Regions from separate parts of the Mus musculus genome. Here all the other regions are linked to region 1. Evidence: chromatin contacts called from public HiChIP or PLAC-seq and Micro-C data. All regions are on one chromosome and are shown on one strand. Each heading gives the region's core, a stretch centred on a gene start, on an enhancer-like site or on the middle of the called end of the contact. The rest is flanking DNA. Distances are from core to core; before and after follow the strand shown.

Region 1 (3,572 bases), core at 629-3,128:
AAATAATTGTTCTGGGATTTCTCTCAGCTGCTAGGCTAGACCTTCAGCCTACTAGTCCAGCATTGTCCACACACTGCCTGGCACACAGGTACCCAGTAACATGCTCCCTCCTCCCTCTTCCTATTTTCCTCTGTCAGGTCCCAGTCTACCCTCTGAGATTCCCTGCTACAAGCTGGCATAGCTCTGGGCTCAAACACTCAGACATGCACACCTCTGCCCCAGAAAACGTTTCCAGGAGTCCATGCTGTTTCTTCACTTCTCCAAGGAGGAAGCAAGTGTTCAGACTGTGGTTTCCTTTCTCTTTTGCTTTCATTCCTCCCACACACCTCCTCCTCCTCCTCCTTTTTTTTTTTTTTTTTTAATTCCAAAATCTATACAGAAGCTGAGTGGCAGCTGCAGGCACTGTGATGACCTGGGCTGTCAAAGCCTCCCCATTACTCTGGCATGCAGTTGGAGATCCCATGGCTACAAGCAGCCACCGCCCCTGGAAACACCCCCCCCCAACTTCTCCCTTTATCAGTCAGTCATCTAGAGATCTTCTCTCTTTGCGAAAGGTTCTCCTCCTCCCTCTTAACTTCTGGCTGAAGAGAGAAAAGGCAAGTCTCATACTTAACCCTGGGCTTGCCCCAGCAATCCCAGGGTTGTTGTTCTAGGTGTTCCATGACAGGACCCTCAATTCTTTTAGGGGAAGGCAGACAAGTCTGGCTTCTGCTCACAGTAGCCTTGAAGTTCAGCTGAGCACCTGCAAGCAGAGGCCAGAGACCCATTCAGAGATGACAAGAAGGATTTCCAGTGTCTGAACTTCTACATCGGTGTTCTCTTTTCAGTATGCAGCCATAACTCTAGGCCGTGTGAAGTTTTTCTTCTGTTTACAGATAGGGAGATGGATAGAAGGAGTGAGCCAAGATAGGGTGGCCCGAGACACTGGCTGTCTATTACAACACTAAAAAACACTCGCATTTTTGGAGCACCAAGACTTTTTCGTTCCTTTCATGCTGGGCATGGAATCCAGTTCTAGTCGCGTACTACGCAAGTGCTCTACCGCTGAGCTACGCACTCAACACCCATCTCTAAAATTTTACTCTCAGAGCAACCCTGCAGCTCCGCGACGAAGGAGATTCAGCAGTTCAGAGAGGCGAAAGGACTCCTTTTGAAACCACAAAGCTCCAAAGGGGCAGGAGGGGGAGGAGGAGAAGAAACAGCTAGTGGGGGGCTGGAGAGGGGCGGTGGAAATGCAGGCCACCACCGGCTGTGATACTTGGAGAGAGTCAGACTCCGCCTCTTGACCTTGTTCTCTGCCCGCTGGGAAGTGGAGAGCTTCGAGGGGTGGGGGTGGGGAGCAGTCTCAGCTCGACCCTGGCCACAGACTCTAGTTGGGCACACTCCTTGAGGTGTGGCTTCCTTGGGTGGCTGACGGCCTTGAACTCCGAATTAAGGGGCCCAGGCCAGAGAAAAGCCCCAGAGACTCAAAAGACTTTGACCAGGAAGGTTGGAACACGGAAAGGAGCCCGAGGAAGCGAGTGAAAGAATGGGCACAGCTTCTTCCTGTGCAGATTAAGACCTCTGGTTCCCATTGAAGGAATCCCTCAAAAGCCGCGGGAGGGCACTGGGCTCAGGTGCGGGGCAGGTCCCTTCTGCCACCTTGAGGGCAGGTCTAGAGATAAGGCGGGGGCCGGACCTGGGACTTCCACGTTACACTCGGGACACTGCAAGCCTCCTGCAGCAGCGAGGGCCCCCGGAGGCCCGCGCTTTCTCAGAAAGTGAAAGGAGTGGGCGGGGGGCGCGGCCGGGGCGGGGCGCGGCCGGGCGGGCGTTGCCGAGGCTCCGCCCCGGGGCAGTCCCAAGCCCGGGGCGCTGAGCGTCTACAGTCCCCGCCGCGCCGCGGGCTGGTGGGCTCGGCTGCGGCTCCGGTGCCGGGAGATGACCCTGCCCGGGCGCCCGACGGGCATGGCGCGGCCACGGGGCGCGGGGCCCTGCAGCCCCGGGCTGGAGAGGGCTCCGCGCCGGAGCGTCGGGGAGCTGCGCCTGCTCTTCGAAGCGCGCTGCGCCGCAGTCGCCGCTGCAGCAGCCGCAGGGGAGCCCCGGGCCCGCGGGGCCAAGCGGCGTGGGGGACAAGTGCCCAACGGGCTCCCGCGTGCTGCCCCTGCCCCGGTGATCCCTCAGCTCACTGTGACAAGCGAGGAGGATGTGACCCCGGCCAGCCCAGGGCCGCCAGACCAGGAGGGGAACTGGCTCCCAGCTGCGGGGTCGCACCTGCAGCAGCCACGCCGCCTCTCCACCTCGTCCCTCTCCTCCACCGGCTCCTCGTCGCTGCTCGAGGACTCGGAGGACGATCTGCTGAGCGACAGTGAGAGCAGGAGCCGCGGCAACGTGCAGCTGGAAACCAGCGAGGACGTGGGGCAGGTACGGGCCGCGGGGGCGGGGCCAGCGGGGGCTGCGCGCCGGGGACTCCGCTCTCTGCTCTGCTCTGACCGGCTTGCGTTCCCCGCCGAGAGCCCAAGCGGGGGACAGGGGGCATGGGGGCGGAGAGGGAGCCCAGGACGACCTCTCGCCTTGGTTCTTTTTCGGGGGCTAGGCAGGCGATGGTAACTGAGTGCCTGGGCGTCTAAAGGAGGTTGAGGAGTACGCGACCCACGGAGCGGGAGCCGGCGGGTCGGCTGGCGTACCTGGGTAACTGTCAGGTAGGGCTGGAGAGATCAGAGCGGGGTAGCCTTGCCCCGGGAGCCCTGAGAGAAAAAGGGGCGCGTGAGCTTTTCCCTCTCCTCCCCCTCTCGGTGCCGCGGCCCCACCCCCGCCGTTGCCACGGTTTCCCTCTCTTGAGTGGGAGTGGAGCGGAGCTCCTGGCTCTGCTCCGGAGCCGCTGCCGTCTGCTCCCCGCGCGCGCACGAGGCGTGGATGCGGGAAGGGAGGGGCGCAGGGCTAGAACCGAGCGGAACCAAGATCCACCTGCTGCGTCCCCCCTCCTCGCCCTGGCCTACTGCTCCTAAGTGTCCTGGGAAAGGTAAACTGAGGCTGACAAGAGCTTGCTAGTCTCTGTATGGCAATGTGAATGTTCCCGGGCCAATTTAACCGGCAGCTATCACCAGCCAGTGTGAGGTGAAGTCATTATTCGTGGTATGGCCCTCCTTGACTGGAGGTTGAACTCAGGGCCTCAAACACAGTAGGCAAGCACAACCACCACTGAGCTACATCCTAGCCCTCTTTTCTTGACACTAAATTGCCAAGTTACAGTGAAACACAGTCTATAGCCTATTCGGGCCTTGAACCTGCGATCCTCTTGTGTCAGTAATCTCCCTTGTTTTAACCATGGCCAGATAACTAAACTAACTGCCTGTGGACTGTGCAGCGTTGCTCTAGATGCATTTTACGCAAGCGTTCCTCGAGTGGAAAGAGAGAGAGAAAAAAACCGGGAACGCCCCGCTCTGCCCTGAAGGCCGCGTCCTGGCGACTTCGAGAGTAAGACGCGCGCCCAGGTTGCCTAGACACCTTGAGAAGAGCGCCGAGGTGTGGCCTGGGCCTTCTGGAACCTGGCATCCCTGCACACTAGGATTGGACCGAGGGAGGCAGTGTAA
Region 2 (3,572 bases), core at 352-2,851, 500 kb before region 1:
TGGAAGTTCACAATTGCCTTACTTCAGTTCTAGAAGAATTCAAGTGTCCTCTTCTGGTTTTAACAGGCACAAAGCAGACACAAAATGCATATAACATACAGGCACTCATACACAGAACACTCTTTAGAATCTTTGTTGTTGCTTTGATTTTTTGAGACTGGGTTTTTCCATGTAACCCTGGCTGTACTGGACTCTGTAGACCAGGCAGGTCTTGAACTCAGGAGATCTGCCAGCCTCCCCAAGTGCTGTACCAACACCAGCGCCATCAGCAGTGCCATCACTAGGCCAAATGTTTTATAGTCTTAAAGATATATATATATTTATGATACGTGTATGTGTGTGTATGTGTGAATAAATACCACATTTGCACAGGTGTTTGAGGAGGCCAGAAGAGGGTTTCAGACCCCTTGGAGCTAGAGTTCAAGAGGCTGTGAGCCCTGAGATGTGGATGCTGGGAATTGAACTCTGGTCCTCCACAAGAGTAGCAATTGCTCTGAACTGTTGATCCGTCTCTCCTGGGGGGCTGGGGGGCATAAATAAGACAAATCTTGCCAGATATAGTGACTCATCTCTGTAATTGCAACACTAGGAAATGATGCAGAACCAGAGATGCTTTTCAAGGCCTTGTCTCAGAAATAAGTTAATTTGAAAGAAAACAGGAGTGTAGATGTCCTGTAGACATCTGGGATGTGAAGAAAGGACTGCGTGTTTTTCATTTAGGAAAAGCAATGAGCTTGGTATGAAGGTGTTCCCTGTTGCGTGGGAGATTAACTGAACCCTTCAGAGAGCTGGAGCCTCCAGGTGTCCAAACAGGGAATTTATGTGGAAGAGAGTGGTCAACTACTCACTGGGAGTTCCCCTTGGGATGGGAGAGTAAACCTGAGATTCAGGGAAGGGGACAATTTACCAACAAAAGATGAAGAGTTCAAAAGGAAATGTTTACAAGAATGAGGGAGAGGCGCAAACAAAAGGGAATGCACTCCTGTGGGTGAAACAGGGAAGCCAGGATACCAGGAATCACCTGTTGGTCCACTCTCGCAGAAGGAAGGGCTGTCCTGAGCTGCATCAGTGAAGCACGAATCCCAGGATCTGGTTTACACAAACGCAGCCTATCCAACTTTGGGGTTCTCTTCTTACTGGAAAACTGGAAATGATGTCCCAAGGGCAGGCCACAGACAGCGAAATCGTTTGCATAAGCTTTCCCCGACATTTCTCCTCCAACTCCTTCCCAAACGCCCCCAGCCAAGGGTAGGGAATGCCGGCTCTAACCGGAAAGGAAGGCCGGAGGCAACCGCACCTGCGCCACCTTGCAGGGGTGTCGCGGCCCAATGTGGGCTTAGGGACGCACTTCTGGTGTTCAGGGACCCAACGAGTGGCTGGACTCCGTGGAGCCAGGGTAGAGCCGCCTCCAGGGCACGCGGGCCTCACCCACGCCGCTGGGCGTTCGGAAACCACGGGCGCTGCGGCTGGGTCTGGGGTGGCTGAGCCGCCCGGCGGGTCCAGCCGGAAGTTCTGCTGGGCAGGACCGGTGGGAGTACAACCGGCGTGGGCGGGGCCGGCGGCGCAGGGGTTAATGCCAGTCCCGCCCCGCGCTCTGACTCAGTTTCACCAGAAACTAGAAAGGCCGGGAGGAGGCAGCCAATCTTCCGTGCAGCCAGAGCCGGGCGGAAGCCGGGCGGGATCGTCGGCGGTCCCACCCCGTTCACCTGCGCAGGTAGCTGGGGCGGACGGTAGGCGGACGCCCAGCGGGCTCCGGGCATGTTTGGCGGACGTCCGCTCTGTGTTGGGGTACGCGAGCTCCTGAGCGGTGCTCTGCCGGACGTCGGCGGTCCGGTCCGAGTGTGCGTGGGCGGATCGTCCTGCGTGCGCCTCCTTGTTCCCAGTGCCCCGCGCCCCTACCCGAGCTGATCAGGTGTGTCTCCTCTGCCTCCTCCCATCTCAGGTCACAAGCACCCTCGGAACCCGGAGGCTCGCACTGTGAAGGTGACCCCCGCCTCGGGGAGGAGGGCGACGGCCCCTGGGAGCACGATGGCGGGCCGCCGCCTGGCGCGGGCCAGCATCTCTGCGGTCGGCGTATGGCTCCTTTGCGCGCTTGGCCTCCAGGCCACCGAGGCCGAGCTGCCGTCCGCACCCGCTGAGCTTCCCGGGGGAGCCGCCTGCTTGAGCCGCTTTACCAGCGGGGTGCCGTCCTTTGTGCTGGACACCGAAGCCTCAGTCAGCAACGGGGCCACCTTCCTGGGTTCCCCGACGGCGCGCCGCGGCTGGGACTGCGTGCGCTCCTGCTGCACCACTCAGAACTGCAACCTGGCGCTGGTGGAGCTGCAGCCAGACGGCGGCGAGGACGCCATCTCTGCCTGCTTCCTCATGAACTGCCTGTACGAGCAGAACTTCGTGTGCAAGTTCGCTCCGAAGGAGGGCTTCATCAACTATCTTACTCAGGAGCTTTACCGCTCCTACCGCGAGCTGCGGACTCGAGGCTTTGGAGGTGAGGAAAGTTGCTGGCCAGAAGGGCTAGGCAGGTTAGGGAGGCTTGGCGAAGACAACAAAAAGGAGTTAGGGAGGAGAGCCCTTCCATCGACTCCCTTTGAAGTAGGCAGTATTTTGTAAACAAAGGGGATGGGAGATTGGGGAAGGATGGCATCTCAGGGCTCAGGTTCTGGCTCCTGAAGGGTGTTCAGAGTTGGGGGTTGAAGGCCTAGCCCAGGATGTGCCTATGAGAGAAGTGAAGTGACTTTCTAGGTTTCGCTACCTCTGTCTCTGATAGGCTAAGTCAGGGAACGTTGATGCGCCCAAGTGACTACTAGAAAGGCATCCTGGCCAAGTGTTGTCCTGGGCCGTTTGAGGCCTTGACAAAATGAGCCTGACCATGGTCTCCTCCGGTGGCTGCATAAGGTACAGGTTAGTGTCTCTGCCCTGGGAATAGATTGGCCTTTTGCAGGTGGGACCAATGATATAACCAGGCCTCCAGACAATACAGGACAAACTCAGGCAAAGGTTTTCCTGTGGGAGAGGGACTGTGCTGTGGGTCCAGTCTCCTAGACACTCTCTGGTGAGGGGTGAGGAGGGCCACTGGGGTGAGTCAACCTGCTGGTATGTGTATCTGGTAGGTGAGGGATGTCAGCTGGCCCAGCAGGTGTGTGTGCCTGTCCACGTGAGCCAAGCAGGGCTGGACCTGCTTAGGATATGGTAGGCCTGGCTGTCTGTTTACCTTGTCTCGATGATGGAGGCAAAATGGGGAATAAGTCTTTGGCCTGACTGGGCAGTGGCCTGTGAGCAGGACTGCAGCAGCCTACTGTCTCTGCCTGTTGGTGTTGACAGGTGGGGATTTGGGACAGGAGTGGGTCACAGTTATAACTAATGCTGGCTCTCTTAACATTTTACTCACTGTGCGTTCCCATCTGTCCCCAGTCTTCTGGAAGACGGTGCTACTTGTAGAGTAGTAGGAAACTGAGCCTCCTGTGTTAAATTATTTGCTGGTATAGTGGTGCACATCTTTCATCCCAGCATTTTAGAGGCAGAGGCAGGCAGATCTCAGAGTTCAAGGCCAGCCTGGTTTACAGAGTGAGTCTCAG
Region 3 (3,572 bases), core at 417-2,916, 500 kb after region 1:
TGCTGTGTGGATTGCGTGTGGACTGCATATTTGAGCACTTGGTACGGTATGTCCCAGGCACTATGCTGGGTCCTTCACTAGCATGGCCTTCTTTCTTCTCAGTATCTCACGAATAGAAATAGATACCCATCTGTCTTAGTCCCTGTTCTATTGTTGTGAAGAGACACCATGACCATACCAACTCTTAGAAGAGAAAGAATTTAATTGGAGGCTGGTTTGCAATTTTAGAGGCTTAGTCTATTTTTAGCATGGTGGGAGCTTGGTGGCAGATTTGGCAGGCATGGTGATGGAGACTTAGTTGGGAGTTATATCCTGATCCGTAGGTGGGGGTGGGGCAGGGGGCTGAGGTGGGTTGGGAAGGGAGGACTACTGGGCCTGGCAGGGGCTTTGAAACCTCAAAGCCCACCCCCAATGACACATTTCCTCCAACAAAGCAACAGTACTAGTCCTACTTCTACCAAAGCGGTCCACTCCCAGGTGACTAAATATTCAAATGTATGAGCCAATGGGGGCCATTCATATTCAAAACCACCTGTGTGATCTTGAATAGATTCCTTAACAAGGCTGAAGGCTCTGGCGTAACTCCAGCTCCAGGGGATCTGACTCCCTCTTCTGCCCTTGTAGATAACTGTACACATGTGACATACACAAACATAGTCACACACATACATATACAAAGCTTTTTTAAAATCTTTAAAAAAAATAGATGTCTAATATCTCCAAGCTTTATCATCTCACTAAGTGCATACATGAATCCTTGCCTAACAGAGTATTGGATACATAGCAGGATACACTCGTTCAAGGGTTACGACTTCTGTTAGCTGGTTTTCTGAACACAAAGAGGTAAAGACAGGTAGGTTGATGGGGTTGGAGAGGGATCACCTCCAGAAAAAGAAAAAAATTAACAAAATCTGAGCTTTAAACTGCAAGAACACATGTGATCTTATTCAGAGTCAGGAGAGGGGCGGGATCAAGTTTAAGGGGACAGGAGCCTTTCCCCTCAGAAAAAAGACATACCTGAGAACTGCAAGAAGCCATGGAAAGTAAAGGTGAGGAGGGCACAGCAGTCTGTGGGTCCTGTGCATCTTCAAATCCACTGCAGTTTCTTCCTAGCTTGCTGTCTTCTTCCCCTTGTGGGTTCTTTGGGACAAGCATGCTGGTCCCCAGGCCATGGTGGCCTTCTGAGGCGTGGGTCATCCCAGCCACGTCTGCTTCATCGGAGTGTGGAATAGACTGCATAGAGCTGGAGCCGATTTTATCCTCAGGGAAGTTCAGGAGAGGTTTGGGAGAAAGGAAAGGTGTCAGCAGGTTCCTCCAGGAGAAATGTCAGATAAATTTTTAAGGAGGGAGGGAGGGAAAGAGGTCACAGCTTCGCTAAGGGAGCGCCGGAAACATTTCGAGCAACCTGGTTGGCAAGAGTAAAAGAAAGGTTCCGTGGTGTGCAGAGGGTCAGCACGCAACAAGGACTGCGCCGCCGCCGCCGCCCCGCACTACGTAGTGCTAGACGAGGAGAGACCGGCTTTGCAGAGCTGCGATTCAGGCTCGGGGCTGTCTCCAGCTCTGCACTGCAAGAGCTATTTTTAAGCGTGAAACTCAATATATCCCAGAGAAGGGGGGCGGGGGCTGGCGATATGCCTGAGGCTAGCAGGATCTAAAGGAGACTCGCATTCTCATCCCGTAAAGCCATTGCTCAATTGTTGCTCCTCATCCCGCATCTCTGTTTTGAGCTATGAAAACAAATACCCACCTCTAGGCTCTCAGCTGATGGTGGAGACTGGTCATTAACCTTGCCTCTCATTTCGTCTGGCTTGATAAATGATATGATGAAGTTGAAAGAGAATGCACCATGGTATTATGTTTAAAATCACAAAAACAAAAGCAAGCCAGGTCCTCTAGAAGAGCAGCATGCGCTCCTGACCGCAGAAGCTGAGCTGCCTCTCCAGCGCCATCTTGCAGTGCGCTAACACAACACGCTTGCTTAGTTTTTTCTCTTTTTCCTTTCCCCCAAATTTTTTATATATTATACATCCCAATCACAGTCCCATTCCCTCCTCACCTCCCAGTCCCGCCCTTACAAAACCCTTCTCCCATTATCCTCTCCCCTTCTCCTCAGAGGCGGGAGAAGACACACCCCCTTCTTGGGTACCAACTACTCTGGATCATCTAGTCCCAGCAGGACTAAGCACCTCCTCTCCCGCTGAGACCCAACCAAGAAGTCCAGGTATGGGAAGGGACTCTAATGGCAGACAACAGAGTCAGAGACAGCACCCCCTCCAATTGTTAGGGGACCCACATGAAGACCAAGCTGCACATTTGCTACAGGGCATGCTCTTTGGATAATGGTTCATTCAGTCTTTGAGCTCCCATAGGTCCGGTTAGTTGATTCTGTGGGTCTTCTTGTGGTGTTCTTACCCCTCTGGCTTGATCAATTCTATCCCCCACTTTTCTTTTCTTTTTTCTTTTTTAATATTTATTATATTTATTAAAGTACACTGTAGCCGTCTTCAGACACACCAGAAGAGGGCATCAGATCTCTTTTACAGATGGTTGTGAGCCACCATGTGGTTGCTGGGAATTGAACTCAGGACCTCTGGAAGAGCAATCAGTGCTCTTAACTGCTGAGCCATCTCTCCAGCCTCTATCTCCCACTTTTCCACAGGACTCCCCAAACTCTGCCTGATGTTTGGCTGTGGGTCTCTATTTCCCTTTACTGCTGGATGAAGCCTCTCAGGAGACAGTTATGCTAGGCTCCTGTCTGCAAGCAGAGCAGAGCATCATTAACAGTGTCAGGGGTTGGCTCTCTCACATGGCATGGGTTTCAAGTTGGGCAGCCATTGGTTGGCCGTTCTCAGTCTCTGCGCCATCTTCATCTCTGTGCATTTTATAGGAAGGACAAATTTTGGGGTGAAGGTTTTGTGGGTGGGTTGATGTCCCCCTCCCTCCACTGGAAGTCCCACCTGGCTACTGGAAGAGCTGGTAGGTAGAGATCTCAGCTAAGGCTACCCCCATAGACTCCCTGTAGCCTCCTCCCAACCCAGGTCTCCAGCTTGTCCCAGAGATGCTCCCCCCACTGATTTCCATTCTCACTCCCAGCCCCCTCCCTCCCCTTCCCACACCTGATCATCACCATCCCTGTTCCTTTCTTCACCTCCTCTCCCACCCAGTCCCGCACTCCATCCACCTCTGATGACTATTTTGTTTCCCTCTGAGTGAGATTCTCACATCCTCCCCTGAGTCCTCCTTATTACCCAGTTTCTTTGGGTCTGTGGATTGTAGCATAGTTATCTTGCTCTTTATGGTTACTGTCCACTTATAATTAAGAACACACCACACGCCTCTTTCTGGGTCTCAGAACCTCACTCAGGGTGATATTCTCAAGTTCGATCCAGTTGCACAGCAGGCACCTTACTTTCTGAGCCATCTCCCCAGCCTCAGAAGTAAAGATTTCTTTTGGTTAATATTTCGGGGGCTTCATGAAGACAAAGGGGAGCTTATGTACCTCTATGCTGAGTTCTCTGTCCTGGGGAACCTTCTGTTCCTCAATACCCTGCCCCCCCCAATTCCCGCACTCA
Region 4 (3,572 bases), core at 398-2,897, 420 kb before region 1:
GCCTCACCTCGGTTCCCCACGCCAACCCGCTCGCGCCAGATGGTGGCTGGGAGGGGTGGCCGTGCGTGGGGGACCCCGGAGCCTGTCGCCTCACCTCACCCCACCCCCCACCCCACGCTCACAACCTCATGTTTCTTACCCCCCCCCAATTCTCCATCACCACCACCCAAGTCAAAATATCAGACCATGTTCGTCATTGGCAGCTGTTGGGTTCCACTTCCCCCTACCACGGCCTCCCTGGGGCTGGAGCCGCGTCCCTGCTCCCCTCAACCCCCGCCCGCACTGATCTTATCGTCCGACCATAGCCAGCAATCACCACGCGGGAGGGCTGACAGCTGAAGCCACAGGGCCCCCACCGCTCTCACTGTAGGAGAGAGAGAGAGAGAGAGAGAGAGAGAGAGAGAGAGAGAGAGAGAGAGAGAGAGAGAGAGAGAGAGAGAGAGAGAGAGAGAGAGAGAGAGAGAGAGAAATCTAGCACCCCCCAAAACTGGGAGAAGCCAGCCCTCCCCGGTCTGCAGCCTCGGGGGAGCACGACGGGTTCTGGGAAAGCAGCTGCAGGGTTTGCGCTCGGAGGCCACCCGGGAGAGGCGCGCGTGTGACATGGGTGAAACCACCCGAAACTCAAACAACTCTATGCGCCTCCAGTTCCACCCTACATCCTGCCCTATGCAGAGAGATCTAGACCTGATCAGCCTCAAGCTCTCTCACCTTGCCTCTCAAGTGGCCCAAGGAAATTCTGGAATTAAGAAAGTTTCCTCCCTACTCCAGCGGAGCTAGGGGACGCGGGTGGGGGCCAGGATGAGGATATGGAGACCAAGCGCGACCCAGGTGAGATAGGCACTGAGGGAAAAGACTAGAACCTCATTACCATACAGCTGAGGACCCCCCCCCCACTTCGAGAACCACGCCCCCCACCTCTCTTTCGAACCTCTAGTCCTGGCTCTAGCACGAGCCAGGAGGGAGTGGGGGTGGGGGACAAAGAGAGAAGGCACGCGCTGGGCACGCCCTGCTGCTTGAGGTGACACGCCTACCAGGTGCAGAGAAGACCAGAGTCCTAGACGCTTGGCCCTTTGCCTTGCTTGGAATAGCCAGGGAAAGGTTAAGGCGTCGGATGGCTTCCCTGCGGTGCTGGGGACGCGTGGAGGGTGGGCACACATAGGCTGGAGGCCAGCGAGGCAGGAGCTACCTAAAGTCTGGAAAGGAAAGGGAGATCCAAATCCCCTGGTCCTGCTTTTTGCTTTCCTAGTTTAAGCTTTCCCCACCTGCTAGAGGACTGTAGGTATCTAATGCCTGGATCAGGTGCACCGCCTACGGGGACCCCTTAGAGTTTCCACCCCCTGGACCATTCGGGAACCACCTCACCTCCCGCCGCATCACTGGGCTACCCTCCTATCCTCTGGTGGCGAGGGTCTCAGCCTTTAAGCAGACGATCTCTAAGGACTGCTCGCCGGGCACGCGCAGAGCTGGAAGCCCAGAAGTTGGAAGAGGGGCGGGGACCTGCGCCCTACTGGCTGGCTGACAGGGGGAGCGGCGGGGGCGGAGGCCCCCTCCGGTGGGTGCTGGGACTGTAGCCACTAGAGGCCTGGAGGGGAGGGGAGAGTGACCGTGAGTCTGTCTGACTGACAGGCTGCGAAGAGCAGCCAATATATATAAGAAAGGCTCTGGAGCAAGCAGGTTTCAGTAGCGGCGCTGCTCGCAGGCTAGGAACCCGAGGCCAAGAGCTGCAGCCAAAGTCACTTGGGTGCAGTGTACTCCCTCACTAGCCCGCTCGAGACCCTAGGATTTGCTCCAGGACACGTACTTAGAGCAGCCACCGCCCAGTCGCCCTCACCTGGATTACCTACCGAGGCATCGAGCAGCGGAGTTTTTGAGAAGGCGACAAGGGAGCAGCGTCCCGAGGGGAATCAGCTTTTCAGGAACTCGGCTGGCAGACGGGACTTGCGGGAGAGCGACATCCCTAACAAGCAGATTCGGAGTCCCGGAGTGGAGAGGACACCCCAAGGGATGACGCCTGCGTCCCGGAGCGCCTGTCGCTGGGCGCTACTGCTGCTGGCGGTACTGTGGCCGCAGGTAATGTCTCACGTCCTCTCCGCCCCCTCCCGCAGCGCTCCGGGCTTGCGCCCCGGCCCCGGCTGAGCCTGACCGCTCTCCTCCCTCCTTCTCTCGGTCCCTGTGCAGCAGCGCGCTGCGGGCTCCGGCATCTTCCAGCTGCGGCTGCAGGAGTTCGTCAACCAGCGCGGTATGCTGGCCAATGGGCAGTCCTGCGAACCGGGCTGCCGGACTTTCTTCCGCATCTGCCTTAAGCACTTCCAGGCAACCTTCTCCGAGGGACCCTGCACCTTTGGCAATGTCTCCACGCCGGTATTGGGCACCAACTCCTTCGTCGTCAGGGACAAGAATAGCGGCAGTGGTCGCAACCCTCTGCAGTTGCCCTTCAATTTCACCTGGCCGGTAAGCACAACTTAAATGCACCGGGAGATAACCGAAGGGAAAGAAGGGAGCGCCGGGACACCAGAGCTCCTTTCCAAAGCGCTCTCTGGAGAGCCCCAAGGGCTCTTTCTCTTCTGCCCCCGCCCCCCTGTTCTCTCATAGGATCATCCCGGAGAGGCTTTGGTTAGTCTTTCCTCCCAGTTTCTTCCCTTTCCTTCTCCCCAATTCTTGGGATACGAATTTCATTACCAAACCCCCAACGCGGCGCCGCCCGCCCACCCCCCGGCTCTCACTTACACTCCCGCATCCCTCATCCCTCCCCTGCCTTCTCAGCTCGCGCGCAGCGCTGCGCGAACACCAGTTATGTTGAGCCGAGCTCCGTAACTATATCCTGCAATTAGATTAATTAAACAGGCTGCTGCGAGGCACCCCCTCCTTTCCCTCCCTGCTGATATCGCTATCTCTAATGTCCCCCACCCCCCCTTTTGCTTCCCAGGGAACCTTCTCACTCAACATCCAAGCTTGGCACACACCGGGAGACGACCTGCGGCCAGGTGAGTATCTAACTTCTCGGCCACAGGGGGGCGACATCACACAGCGCCGAAAGAGTTAACCAGTTATAGGCGGGGGTGGGGGTTGGGGACGCAGGCTTGGGGGGTGGGGGCCAGGACGCTTAGCTTGGCCGGAGCTGCGCCCCGCGCTGGACGCTCGGATTCCGCTCGCTGCCTGGACTCAGAGCACAATTGCGTTTCCTGCGGGTTATTTTTGGCGTGGGAACGCGGGGAGCACGGCGGTGAGAAAGGCCGAGGCTGCCAGCGCCGCTGACGGGCCTCTTCCTGTATTTTACACCTTTTGCGAATTCCGCTCCTTTGGAAAGGGAATAATGGCTTTGGGATGTTGTTCTGACACAGAGGAAAAGGATATTTCACCAGCACAACAATTCTCACTTTGAAAAGGAAAAAGAAAAACCATTACCTACGTCTAGAACAGAACCCCTTGCTCCCAGTTCTCGAACCAGAAAACTTCCCCCTTTAAATTTTTTCTTTTTTTCCATTTTGACCTCTTTTCCTCTTTCCCCTCCGTATCTGCCTCCACAACCCTAGGATATCTTAACATCCGTCCATTGTACCCTTTTTTGAATG
Region 5 (3,572 bases), core at 399-2,898, 390 kb before region 1:
TCCTGAATGCTAGGCTTGAGAGTTTCTCTGTGAATCTCAGGCATGTATGTATAGTAATTCCAGGTCAGTCCAGCTAGAGGATAGTGGAAGAGAGAGAGAGAGAGAGAGAGAGAGAGAGAGAGAGAGAGAGAGGCAATTGTGTAGACACTTTTGGGATGGATCTCTTTTGGGATGGATCTACCCTGTGCATACAATTTTGAGTTAAATAAGGAGACTCACTGAGTTTCCACTTCCAGGGAGCTCACTCTTGTTTGTTCACCCTAGTGAAAGGCCTTCTGCTCTTTGTTTCCCTTTCCCAATGAGAGATGCCCAGAGAGGCTGCCTCTTGCTGCTGCCTAGGAAGCAAAACTCGACCTCTCCTCCATCCTGCAGTTTGGGGTGGCACTGGCTCCACCAGAGAGGGTGAGCTCTTGGGGAGACAGATCCTGAGACCTGCCAATGGTGACTGTTTTTTTTTTTTTTTCCCCTCTATTTTTTGAGACAGGGTTTCTCTGTGCAGCCCTGGCTGTCCTGGAACTCACTCTATAGACCAGGCTGGCCTGGAATTCAGAAATCCACCTACCTGCCTCTGCCTCCCAAGTGCTGGGATTAAAGGAGTGTGACACCACTACCTAGCCCAATGGTGACTCTTGCAGGGTTCAGGCAGAGAGGAACTTCCAAGGAGATGGCTGGTGCCTGGTTGCCCACGTCAGTGCCAGGGCCCATACCCACTGCCTGGCAAGAAGCTATGGGAAAAGGCTGCAGGTGCCCTTAGTCCTCTGTGCTGTCCTTAACCAACGTTTCTCCAAACTTTGGTACCTATGTAAATTGCCCACTGCTGCAAGATCTCAAGCTAGAGAGAATGAAACCCGTACCCATGGGGTGAAAGTGGCCTGGCATTCTTCTCTTTGTAGCTTTGTACCACAGGTACTAACAGTCATCCTCAATGTGACTACTCTGCCCAAGGCTGTCTAGTTTTGACTTTTCTTCTAACCCGCCTGAACTCAGGGGTCTCACATTTGGCCCGGGTGTAGCCGTCACGTGAGGCCTGCATGCTTGTGCCAACCAGTCTGACTCAACTACAGCCTTTGCAAAACCCCTTACCACCCCGTGACTCAGTTTCTCCAGCTGTTCACGTGGGCAACAGTATGAGGCACCAGAGTGGAATGCGGAGGGTGTCCAAAACAGCTTCTCTGCAGTGCGTGCTTTTAGGCGGGGCCCCAAAGGCAAGAATTCGTGCCGCCCAAAGTATTCCTACTGGTCGTGCCCTGCACTGGCCACTGCTTTGGGCGGCAATGATTCTGCCAGGTGCACCGGCTGGACTGCAGGGATGACACCGTTTAGACCACTGAGAGGGCCTTCCCGGGAGACGGCGGGTGCCCGCGCCCATTCTAAGGCCCGTTCCCGGTGCCAGCAGCCTGACGCAATCTGACTCGCCCTTGCTGCATGCCAGTTCTGGGGAAACCTTCCCTGCCGTTGCATCACTCCTGCCAGGTCTGCCACGGGAGGAGGAGCCGAACCAATCAGCACGCGCGTTGGCCCTGGGGCGGGCTGCTCTGGTACCCACTCGGAGGGCGGCGCGGTTAACCGAGAAGCAAAATCTAAAGGTGATTGGCCAGAAAGAGATTTGCCCCGCCCCAATCATAGGGACAGCTGGAGGCAGTCTGAGGGCCTTCCTGGCCGGAGGGTTTAAAGAGCGCCTCTGGAGGGACCACTCAGCTGGAACGACCGATCGGTGCCAGGCCAGGTGTACGCGTCCGTCGGTCCTTCCGTGCCCGTGCCGGAGACCAGTCTCGGAGGCCACCCGGGTCCGTCCCTGCGCCCGGCACCATGAAGCAGGAGTCCGCATCCCAGAGCACTCCGCCTCCTTCACTGTCCCCTGCACCATCATCCGCGCAGCCTTCCTGGGGGGATGGCGACCCCCAAGCCCTGTGGATTTTCGGGTACGGCTCCCTAGTGTGGAAGCCGGACTTTGCCTATAGTGACAGCCGTGTGGGCTTCGTTCGTGGCTATAGCCGACGGTTCTGGCAGGGAGACACCTTCCATAGGGGCAGCGACAAGATGGTGAGCATCCTTCTGTGCCCAGAGGAGTGGAGTGGGGTTGGCAGGAGAGTGGGCACTCGTATCCTGGAGTGGCAGGGACCCTGGGCTAACTAAGAGAAAATTGTAAACCTGGTTTGTGGTTTAAATTTGTGTGCCTGGAAATCAGGTTGGTGATTGCACCTGTGGATTCTTGTGCTGGTTACTAATCTGGGCCGCTCGTTGTTTGTCTCTTCCACATCTGCCCATCACTCCATGTCACTCGATGAAAGGTCCTCTCCCAGGCTTGGGGCTTAGGCTGGCACTCTTTCCTCCTCTTCCTTCTCTTCCTCTTCTTCCTTTCCCTCTTCCTCCTCTTCCTCTTCTCTTCCTCTCCCTCTTCCTCCTTGTTCTTCTCTTCCTCTTCCTCCTCCTCCTCCTTTTCCTCCTCCTCTTCTCCCCCCTCTTTTTCCCCCTCCTCCATCTTACCTATTTCTTGCTATGTGGCCTCAAACTTGTGACAAATCTCTCTCTCTGGTGCTGAAGTGCTGGAACTACAGGTTCAAGTCACAACAGGACTAAAGGTGTGTGTGTGTGTGTGTGTGTGTGTGTGTGTGTGTGTGTGTGTGTGTGTGTTGCTGGAGATTGAATCTAAGGTCTTGTGCATGACAGGCAAGCCCCCCATGTCAATAAGGTTCATTCATAGTCCTTTCGGAAGTGCTAATATCTAATTTGTCTTTTTCAAAACCTTTCTTCCCTGTCTAGCCTGGCCGAGTGGTGACCCTCCTTGAAGACCGTGAGGTAAGTGTGCAGTCAAGAAGAGAATCCTGGGGTCTGATGTATCAGGGTGCAGAGGGTCAGAGCTCTTGTGTGGGGAGAGTGGAAGTGTAGCTAGCTTACTCCATGCTTCTTGGAGAATCACTTGAGGGAGGGTCTTATTAAGATGGATTTCTGTGAGTTCAGAGTTATTCTTGGTTACATAATGAATCCTGGGTCAGACACCCTGTACTATATGAGACGTCTCAAAATAAACAAAACTCAAGGGAAATAGGGTGAAGGGTATTGCTTCTGGGTGGCTCAGCAGCCAGTCAAACACGTTAGTTTTTTTTTAAAGCTTCATGGAGAAATGGCTCAGGAGTCAGAAGCACCTTCTGCTTCTCCAAAGGGCCTGGATTTGATACCCAGCACCCACACAGTAACTCACAATCTGTAGCTCCAGTTCCAGGGAATCAGACTCTTCTGACTGACCACCAAGATCACAGGTCGCCAGGCACACACGTCCATACACATAAAACTTCAAAATTACATCTATTTGTACATGCACGCATGTGCACACGCTGTAGGTCAGATGTGGAAGCAAGACGACAAGATGGAAGTCGATTCTTTCCTCCGACCATTCATGTCCCAGGGATTGGACTTAGGTTATCTGATCATCAGGCATGGTAGCAACTACCTCTATCCCTTGAGACGTCTCCCCACCCCCTCCACCTCTTTTATAGAACATAGGTGTGGAATGTGTCTAGGGGAACATTCTAGAATGAACACAGGACCAGCATCAAGCTCTGTGACTGACT
Region 6 (3,572 bases), core at 683-3,182, 300 kb after region 1:
AGTTCAAGGCCACAATTTAGCTGTCAAGTAAAAGATAACTAAGGGGGGCTGGAGAGATGGCTCAGTGGTTAAGAGCACTGGCTGCTATTCCAGAGATCCTGAGTACAATTCCCAACAACCACATGGTGGCTCACAACCATCTGTAATGGGATCTGATGCCACCTTCTGGTGTGCCTGAAGATAGCAACAATGTACTCACATGCATAAAATAAATCAATCTTAAAAGGCTAAATCTCAGGCTGGTGGGATGGCTCAGCGGTTAAGAGTGCCAACTGCTCTTCCAAAGGTCCTGAGTTCAAATCACAGCAACCACATGGTGGCTCACAACCATCTGTAATGAAATCTGATGCCCTCTTCTAGAGTGTCTGAAGACGGCTACAGTGTACTTACATATAATACATAAATAAATAAATAAATAAATATTTTTTTAAAAAGTTAAATCTCAGTGGTAAAGTACATGCCCTCAGGTCAGTCCCAGGACCACCAGAAACTGGTGCGTCTAGTACAAGTCCTGTTCCTCCTCCTGTGCATCAGAATCAAGCTGGAGCACCGGAGGCTTGCAGAGGGACCACAGCTGTGGCTGTCACCATGGCCATCACCTGTTACAGCATGAGGGCCTTCAGGCACATAGCTGAGTGCCAGCCTAGATGTATATGACAGATGTATTTGACTGGACCTGGGGACTGGTGTTGGGTGTATGTGGGGGGGGGGGGAGGTATTCACATCCTCATCTAGATGCCCCAAGTACCCTACCCCAATTCTTAGAGATGCCCCAAGTACCCTACCCCAATTCTTAGAGATGCCCCAAGTACCCTACCCCAGTTCTTAGAGGGCCCAAAGCCCCTTGGCTTGGAGATAGGAAAGGCATAGCTGAGGTGGCTGAGCATGAAGCCAGGATCCACGTGAGGCTGAGCATGCCAAAGGAGAGCCTGCGTTCAGTCTGCCTAATCCCTTAGCCTTTATACTTCTTGCCATTGGCCTGCACATGCTGACACCTTGACCCTGTATCCCCCTGGAATCAGGAACAGAGACAAGACAGGATGGAGTCAGGATGGAGCTAAAGAGCAGAGGCACTGTCTCAGATGTCTCAGAGAGCAAGGAAAAGAAGTTTGAGAGTGAGGACTTGGGGAGCATCCAGGGGTGTGTGGTCACCCAGAGAGACTCTTGACTGGGGGATGGCCAGAGCAGTAATGGCATGTGGAGCTTCTGAGGGGTAGGTGTAGAAGGTGGGGAGATGGGGGGGGGGGAAGTGAGCCCCTGTGATAGCATGTTCCTGGAGTCTATGGGGGAAGAGAGCCTTGTCACCTTAGAGTGCTGGTGTGATGGCTTCCAGCTTTCTGAGGTGTGGGAGCCAGGGTCTCCCATGTGGGGGTCTCACAAGCCCACTCAACAGAGCGGGCCTTGAGTCCTGGCATCTTGGGATAAAGAGAAAAACCCATTCCACCAGTATCCCACTTGGATACAGTGTCCTTGCTCTCAGCTGGGAGCCTGACCTTGGGTTCTAGGCTGTAGAACCAGAGGGTAAGGTTCATGTTGCCCAAGACGGCTCCTTCCTAGAAGCTGTGTCCCTGGCTCAGGGACTAAGATGCATGCTGAGTCAGCCCTTGTCTGCCTTTCTACTCTGGTGCTACAGTGTGGGTGAGCGCTCAACACTTCCAAGCAGACTCCTTGAGAGCTCACTGCAGGGAGGTGGAAAAATCCAGGGTTCCTTTGGGATTCTGGAAAAAAGGTGGGAACAAGGGGAGGTGATGACAGTGAGGGAGGGAGCTAGGACCAAGGAACAGGGAGGAACCCCCCCACACACACCACTCCACAGAGAACCCAGCAGACTCGTGAGGCAGGCACAAATGGCAAAGGGTGTGTTCTGCACATTCTTTCTGCACATAGACCTGGGCGTGGCCACAGTCCAGACCAATCAAGACAGCATTTGGAGTTAACACAGCCTTTGAGTCCCAAAAGAAACAGAGCCCACACAGTCCCTGGCTAGAAGGGGTGGGGTGGAGGTAGGGAGTTGGTACAGACTCCAAAGGGGACAGGACAGGAAAATCTTTACCTCTGCTACTGATTATCTGTGTCTGGCGAGTTTTTAAGCCACTCAGAGTAGTAAGTTCATTGAGAAAAGCCGCAAGGCTCACTTTCTAGAGAGATGGGCTGTAAAAGCTCATAGCTCTGTAAGGTACAATAACACTGGGAACCTGGGCCCCAGCAGCCCCTCCTTCCTTCCCCTCCAGCCCACCTGCCATGCTACCCAAGGCTGGCTGCCAGCTTGCAGCCTGCTTTTCAGACAACACTGCAAACAGAACTCAGAGATGCTCAGCCTGCCTTCTAAGCTGACCTGTCATGCTGGACCTCTGCCTATAGCCCCAGCCAAGCTTGCTGTCGGGCCAGGCCTATAACCCTCACCTTGGGAAGAAAGTCTGCCTTCTGTCCTCCAGCCTCTCACATTCAGTCTCCTCAGGTACAAGGGGGGACACGTAAGCCAGTTCCTGGGGAGCAATGAGGTACAGGGATCACAGGGGCCCTTGGCTTTTCCCTATGGGAGCTATCTTCTATCCCCCTGAGATGCTTCTAATTGCCTGAGAGCTCTTACCCCAGTGCCACTTGGCACTTCTGCCTTCCTCATATCTGAGAATGGGCTCGAGGCTCCCCTTGCCAAGATCCCATGGCTGCTGGTTGGGAAGCTGGTTCTGGGCTGTGGGGAAGACAGGGAAAAGGGCCCCCAGGCCAGGCCTCAGACTCTTTCAGGAAAAGTACTGCTCACAGTTTTCACCGGGAAGAGGAAACAAGGGTGGGCTCAGACAGGACAACCGAGAGGTTGGAAGTTCTTGACCTGGCAACCAAAGCAGGTAGGGGTAAGCCCCTTCTCTTCCCCTTTCCTCTTCTGTGGGTAGAAACTATTGCCTTCTCTGAGACCACCCAGGAAGTTACACAGGAGTCTACCAGAAGCCACAGTGGCAGGCCTGGATGGTTGCTGAATATGGTTGCCTGCAGTTAGAGCTAGCACGCACCTGCCTCCCTTCTGTGGGGGGCTGCTGTTCCACAGATGCCTCCGTGACATGACCACCCTTTGCCTCCTGAAAATACAAGATGGGGGCCCAGATGTCAGAAGGGAGACACCCACTCCTCCTTCCTAGTGCCCCCCCAGCACTCCTGGCCCCTGGGCCTGCTCCAGAGTGTGGACCCTGGATACCTGTGCCCCTGTGACCTGGCTACATGCTCCAGGGAGATAATGGTAGTCCAACGAGGCTACCACGCTACAGTTCCTTCCTCTTAGCCAGATGTGCAGCTCACCCCTAGTGTTCAAACACGAGTCCTCCCGTCTTCTCTCCCACTCAGAGTGCTGGTCCCTTCTATGATCATGCTTCAGCTCTAAAGTAAATCATCCCTCCTCGTGCACCCACGGAACCCTGCATGGCAGGGTTGGTGGCTTTCCTAAAGGAGAAGCCTTGAGGAAGACTCCACAAGGCCTTGCTGCCCTAAGGAGCCCTAACTTGTAGATTGACCAACTGTCCCCCCCTATACCCCTCGTGCCTCTTCTCAGTATCCCCAGCCTCCCCTCCTCCAGCCCTTGA
Region 7 (3,572 bases), core at 730-3,229, 290 kb after region 1:
ACTTTGCCTCACTTCCTTGGGACTCCTGCCTCTAAAGCCCAGCCTGGGGCTCACAGCAGGGCAAGTCTTGAGTCTACATCATCTTGGTGCTGTGAGGGGTAGGAGGGCAGCCTGCCTCCCCTGGGGACATCGGGAAGGGCTGGCCTTCTCTTCTTAGAAGCCATTTGAAGTTTCTGCAGGGATGAGCTCCCTGGGGCGGAGCATCCACAGGGTACTCTGGGATAGAGATGAAAGGTAATGTGGTATTTAGTGTCCTAAAGCCAACTGTAGACCTTTACCTCTACTCCCACACCAGCTGCACTCCCCTGCCTGCCAGAGCAGGGGTAGTTTCCCCCCAACTCCTGGCAGTGAGACAGCTGCCTGGCCTCCAGGGTATTCCCAGCCATTAGAAAACTTGAGTTGGTATCAGGAACTGAGCCCCCACATTCCAATCCCATGTTCCCTGCAAGAGAGCCCTAGTGTTTTTTCTGGCCCCATCCCTTTTCCCCCTTGTGGAGCTAGTTGTGGGATTTTTGCTGCAGGACAGTGAAACCCCTCTGCTGGGCAGACAGCAAAGCCTGGCCTACTTTCCTCAGCCCCTTAGGCTTCCTTGTTCTCTATCCCTGGTCCCCAGCAGACTGTTGAATCCCTGGGGACCACTTTCTCCCTACATCCTGGGCAATGCGCAATCAGAAACCTGTATTGGGAGTACCCTTATGGTTTACAGGGCACTGGCCCACCTTCCTAGAACCTTGGCCACACACACACACACACACACACACACACACACACACACACACACACACACACACACACACACACACACACACAAATCATATGCACAGTTGAGTGCTCATTTTAGAACACTTGCCTGGCTGGTATGCACCTGGTTTCCTCACATTTTTGCCTCAGCGTCACTAGCCTGGATTAATTGGAATTCTGATCCAGAAACACAAAAAGGGATGGGTACACTAAACACAAAAAGGGATGGATACACTAGACTGAAATTCTGGAGTTGTGGTGTCCACAGCCAGGCTGACCGGAGATGGCCTATGGGTCACCTGGCTCATGGAGGAGGCTCTTTTCAAAGGCAGTATTGAGTGCCCAGAAATACTGGACACTGGAGATTGTGGAATGAAGGCACTGGGCAAGAGACCACTGGAAAAGTAATAGCCGGACAGGTAGGTGGCAGAGGTAGGGATAGAGTTAAGGTAACGGTTAGAGAGTAGCAAAAAGAGAGAGAAGCTGTATGTTGGAAGAAGTGGTGAGGTGGTTGCAGAATTGGAGTGAGTATGTCTTTGGGCCTGGGCCCTCCTTTCCTCTGCATCAGGGAAGGCAGAGTAGTGACATTTCACCAGGTTTAGATAACACAAACCTGTCGAAACCTCAACGCCACTTCCCAGCTCTGAATGCAGAGGCTAGCAGGAAACTAGGTTTAATGGGTGCTTAGCTTTGTTGGTTCAACCTGAGTGTTGAGTATACCCAAACCATGTGAATACCCAAACCATGTGTTCCCATTTTTCTACCACACGCATAGTCAAACTCCTAGCCCAAAGAACCGAAGCCACTTGAGGTGGGCCCCTTGGCAGTGTGGGGGTTAGAAGTCGGCCCACTGCCCTGACCTCCACCAGGTTTTAGAGGTCTTTATGCCAGCCTGCCCTTCTAGAGAAAGCGCCACTACCCTGCATGGGTGGGGTCTTGTGGCCTGTGGCACTTTGTCCTCTTCTGCATGTCTGAGGCCACTGGCAATTGCTGCCCATGTCCAGATTTGTCCTATCCCAGTTTTGAAAGCCCCTTATTTATAACTTTTATACTGTGGCGCCTGTCTCCTCCCCGGCTGTACGGGGTGGGACTGTTTTAACGTTTCGTTTGTACGGATGTATGAAATTGTCAATAAACACAATCATTTGTTAACCTGCTAGCAAATTCTGAGAAGAGCGCCGCTTGTTGCACCTCCTAGAGGGCGGAAACGGGGGCGGGGCTGCGATCCTGGAGCGGAAATAGGGGCGGGTTCTTGTCCCGCGGCCGTCATGGCGGAGGCGGCTCTGGAGGCAGTTCGGAGGGCGTTGCAAGAGTTCCCGGCGGCGGCTCGCGGTGAGTGCACTCTCACAGGCAGCAGCGACCGCGCGAGGACAGCGCGGAGGGAGCCTGGGCACCCTGGAACTCAGTGTGCATGAGTGTCCGACCGGTGGCCACACAGTTTTGTGTGTACCCTTCTTTAGCTGGCGGACGGCTCCTTAGCTCAGGATCGCACGCCTGGCTGCCTTCGTGGGGTGCAGTTGTAGTTTTCAAGACCCAGCACAGCTCTGACGGTAGTCATGGTGCCATTCTCAAAGCCAGCGGGGTGCTGAGTCCCCGTGCGCTGCCATGCTATACTTTCACCTCAAACATCTCGGATGCTGGTGGGTTCTGAGGAGAGAAGCAGGCGACTTCCCTCGTTCATTCAGACTCCAAGCTTTGAGGATTGTAGGCAGCCGCCCAGTTGATCTTGTGTGTTTCCTTTCTTCTTCCTCTGGTCCTCACTACCCCATCATTAAACAAGCTGGAGAGATGGCTAAGTGGGTAGGTAAAGCTCTTAAGCACATGATGATCTGGGGTCACATCCCCAGCACTAACAGAAAACACTGGGTGTGGTGATGGTGGACTTCTGATGGGATTCCAGAGGTGGGAGGGAAAGGCAGGAGGACCCCAGGGGCTCCCTGGCCTGCCAGCTTAGCAACTGCTGAGCTCCAGGTTCAGTGACTTTGACTCAGAAAATAAAGTGGAGAATGGTATACACCTAATGTCAACGGCCTCCACACATGCATACACAGGCACACACCACACATGCGCACACCCACACACAGAGGGAGAGCAATTGATCAAGCACAATTTTGTCAATTTACCGGCTGTGTCACACACAGGTGGTTAGAGCAGTATTCTCAACCTATGAGGTCGAGACCCCAGAGCAGTCGCATGTCAGATATCCTGAACATCAGACATTTATCTTGTGACTCATAACTAGTAAAATCACAGTTATGAAGTAGCAACGAAATGATGTTACAGCCTAGGGTCACCACAACATGAGGAACTGTCTTAAAGGGTAGAGCATTAGGAAGCACTGCCCTGGAGGACGGTTGATGGGTCAGCTAAACCCTCAGAGCGGGTGTGCCTGCTATATCCAGGAAGCAGTGTGGACTGAGCTTGGAGCAGACTTTGTGTTTATGTTTATTTTTGTCAGTCAAATTCTTAACAGAATTGCTGGGTCAAAGGAATTGTTTGAAGTTCATTTTGAAGCTTTAGGGGAGAAAAACACCCACCCTCTAAAGGAAATGGTGAGCAAATAAAACCAGCATAATTATAGAAAACCCAAAGGCTGGAAAAGGGCAGGTTCAGGTCAGGTGATGGTGGCCCAGCACTCAGGAGTCAGAGGCAGGAGGATCTCTGTGGTTCCAGGCCAGCCTGGTCTGCAGAGTGAGTTCCAGGACAGCCAGGGCTACACAGAGAAACCCTGTCTCGAAAAACCAAAAAAAAAGAAACATGAAAAAAATACACAGGGTCAGGTAATGATAAATCTGTGGAGAAAAACTCGGCAAGGAGATAAAGATTGTTCC

The links. Hi-C and Micro-C count contacts between places; a contact is called where the count stands out from the background. HiChIP or PLAC-seq counts read pairs in DNA pulled down with a chosen protein or histone mark.
Region 2: a contact with region 1 is called in an HNF4G HiChIP or PLAC-seq map of pancreatic cancer cells. The contact joins the promoter of Spint1 here to the promoter of Itpka in region 1. A contact is called at or near these places in 1 of 39 promoter capture datasets (liver), 1 of 484 Hi-C or Micro-C datasets (embryonic stem cells) and 2 of 115 datasets of contacts at active chromatin or transcription factors (embryonic stem cells and pancreatic cancer cells).
Region 3: a contact with region 1 is called in a Micro-C map of embryonic stem cells, with 4 times the contacts expected there. The contact joins the promoter of Pla2g4e here to the promoter of Itpka in region 1. A contact is called at or near these places in 1 of 39 promoter capture datasets (liver) and 1 of 484 Hi-C or Micro-C datasets (embryonic stem cells).
Region 4: a Micro-C map of embryonic stem cells shows a contact between it and region 1, with 2.4 times the contacts expected there. The contact joins the promoter of Dll4 here to the promoter of Itpka in region 1. A contact is called at or near these places in 6 of 39 promoter capture datasets (the 3T3-L1 cell line, cranial neural crest, embryonic stem cells and 2 more), 5 of 484 Hi-C or Micro-C datasets (embryonic stem cells and stem cell-derived neural progenitor cells) and 2 of 115 datasets of contacts at active chromatin or transcription factors (embryonic stem cells and memory CD8 T cells).
Region 5: a contact with region 1 is called in a Micro-C map of embryonic stem cells, with 2.5 times the contacts expected there. The contact joins the promoter of Chac1 here to the promoter of Itpka in region 1. A contact is called at or near these places in 2 of 39 promoter capture datasets (the 3T3-L1 cell line and embryonic stem cells), 1 of 484 Hi-C or Micro-C datasets (embryonic stem cells) and 1 of 115 datasets of contacts at active chromatin or transcription factors (bone marrow-derived macrophages).
Region 6: a contact with region 1 is called in an H3K4me3 HiChIP or PLAC-seq map of embryonic stem cells, with 2.9 times the contacts expected there. The contact joins the enhancer-like site here to the promoter of Itpka in region 1. A contact is called at or near these places in 2 of 39 promoter capture datasets (embryonic stem cells and neural stem cells), 5 of 115 datasets of contacts at active chromatin or transcription factors (embryonic stem cells, pancreatic cancer cells and stem cell-derived neural progenitor cells) and 3 of 9 other capture datasets (adipose tissue, embryonic stem cells and liver).
Region 7: an HNF4G HiChIP or PLAC-seq map of pancreatic cancer cells shows a contact between it and region 1. The contact joins the promoter of Jmjd7 here to the promoter of Itpka in region 1. A contact is called at or near these places in 6 of 39 promoter capture datasets (embryonic stem cells, hippocampal neurons, neural stem cells and 1 more), 5 of 484 Hi-C or Micro-C datasets (CD4 T cells, embryonic stem cells and muscle stem cells), 11 of 115 datasets of contacts at active chromatin or transcription factors (embryonic forebrain, embryonic hindbrain, embryonic stem cells and 3 more) and 3 of 9 other capture datasets (adipose tissue, embryonic stem cells and liver).

The regions. Positions count from the first base shown.
Region 1 is chr2:119,740,459-119,744,030 of GRCm38.p6, forward strand. It overlaps Itpka (inositol 1,4,5-trisphosphate 3-kinase A), which reads left to right and starts at 1,879. Exons shown (of 7, transcript NM_146125.2): 1 at 1,879-2,403. The coding sequence starts at 1,921. It overlaps Gm25857 (a small nucleolar RNA gene), which reads right to left and starts at 498; the gene lies at 370-498.
Region 2 is chr2:119,235,759-119,239,330 of GRCm38.p6, forward strand. It overlaps Spint1 (serine protease inhibitor, Kunitz type 1), which reads left to right and starts at 1,602. Exons shown (of 11, transcript NM_016907.3): 1 at 1,602-1,714; 2 at 1,943-2,485. The coding sequence starts at 2,029.
Region 3 is chr2:120,243,669-120,247,240 of GRCm38.p6, forward strand. Pla2g4e (phospholipase A2, group IVE) reads right to left here and starts at 1,667. Exons shown (of 20, transcript NM_177845.4): 1 at 1,018-1,667. The coding sequence starts at 1,239.
Region 4 is chr2:119,324,137-119,327,708 of GRCm38.p6, forward strand. It overlaps Dll4 (delta like canonical Notch ligand 4), which reads left to right and starts at 1,648. Exons shown (of 11, transcript NM_019454.3): 1 at 1,648-2,070; 2 at 2,179-2,451; 3 at 2,927-2,984. The coding sequence starts at 2,005. It overlaps Gm14207 (predicted gene 14207), which reads right to left and starts at 2,061. Exons shown (of 4, transcript NR_030683.1): 1 at 1,845-2,061; 2 at 1,032-1,193; 3 at 709-840.
Region 5 is chr2:119,349,594-119,353,165 of GRCm38.p6, forward strand. Chac1 (ChaC, cation transport regulator 1) reads left to right here and starts at 1,649. Exons shown (of 3, transcript NM_026929.4): 1 at 1,649-2,043; 2 at 2,764-2,799. The coding sequence starts at 1,810.
Region 6 is chr2:120,042,594-120,046,165 of GRCm38.p6, forward strand. Sptbn5 (spectrin beta, non-erythrocytic 5) reads right to left here. Exons shown (of 67, transcript NM_001370938.1): 64 at 3,009-3,074; 65 at 2,591-2,692; 66 at 2,404-2,486. It overlaps Pla2g4b (phospholipase A2, group IVB (cytosolic)), which reads left to right. Exons shown (of 20, transcript NM_145378.4): 20 at 1-440. It overlaps Gm28042 (predicted gene, 28042), which reads left to right. Exons shown (of 27, transcript NR_104353.1): 27 at 1-440. Among named protein-coding and RNA genes, the nearest start is that of Gm52559, 6.2 kb to the right of the region's middle. Within about 2 kb of position 1,933, at least 59 of the 459 cell types and tissues checked have an H3K27ac peak or open chromatin away from gene starts, as enhancers often do. A contact at or near this core is called in embryonic stem cells and pancreatic cancer cells, where this site is marked.
Region 7 is chr2:120,025,504-120,029,075 of GRCm38.p6, forward strand. It overlaps Jmjd7 (jumonji domain containing 7), which reads left to right and starts at 1,980. Exons shown (of 8, transcript NM_001114637.1): 1 at 1,980-2,073. The coding sequence starts at 2,010. Mapkbp1 (mitogen-activated protein kinase binding protein 1) reads left to right here. Exons shown (of 30, transcript NM_011941.3): 30 at 1-1,900. It overlaps Gm28042 (predicted gene, 28042), which reads left to right and starts at 1,980. Exons shown (of 27, transcript NR_104353.1): 1 at 1,980-2,073.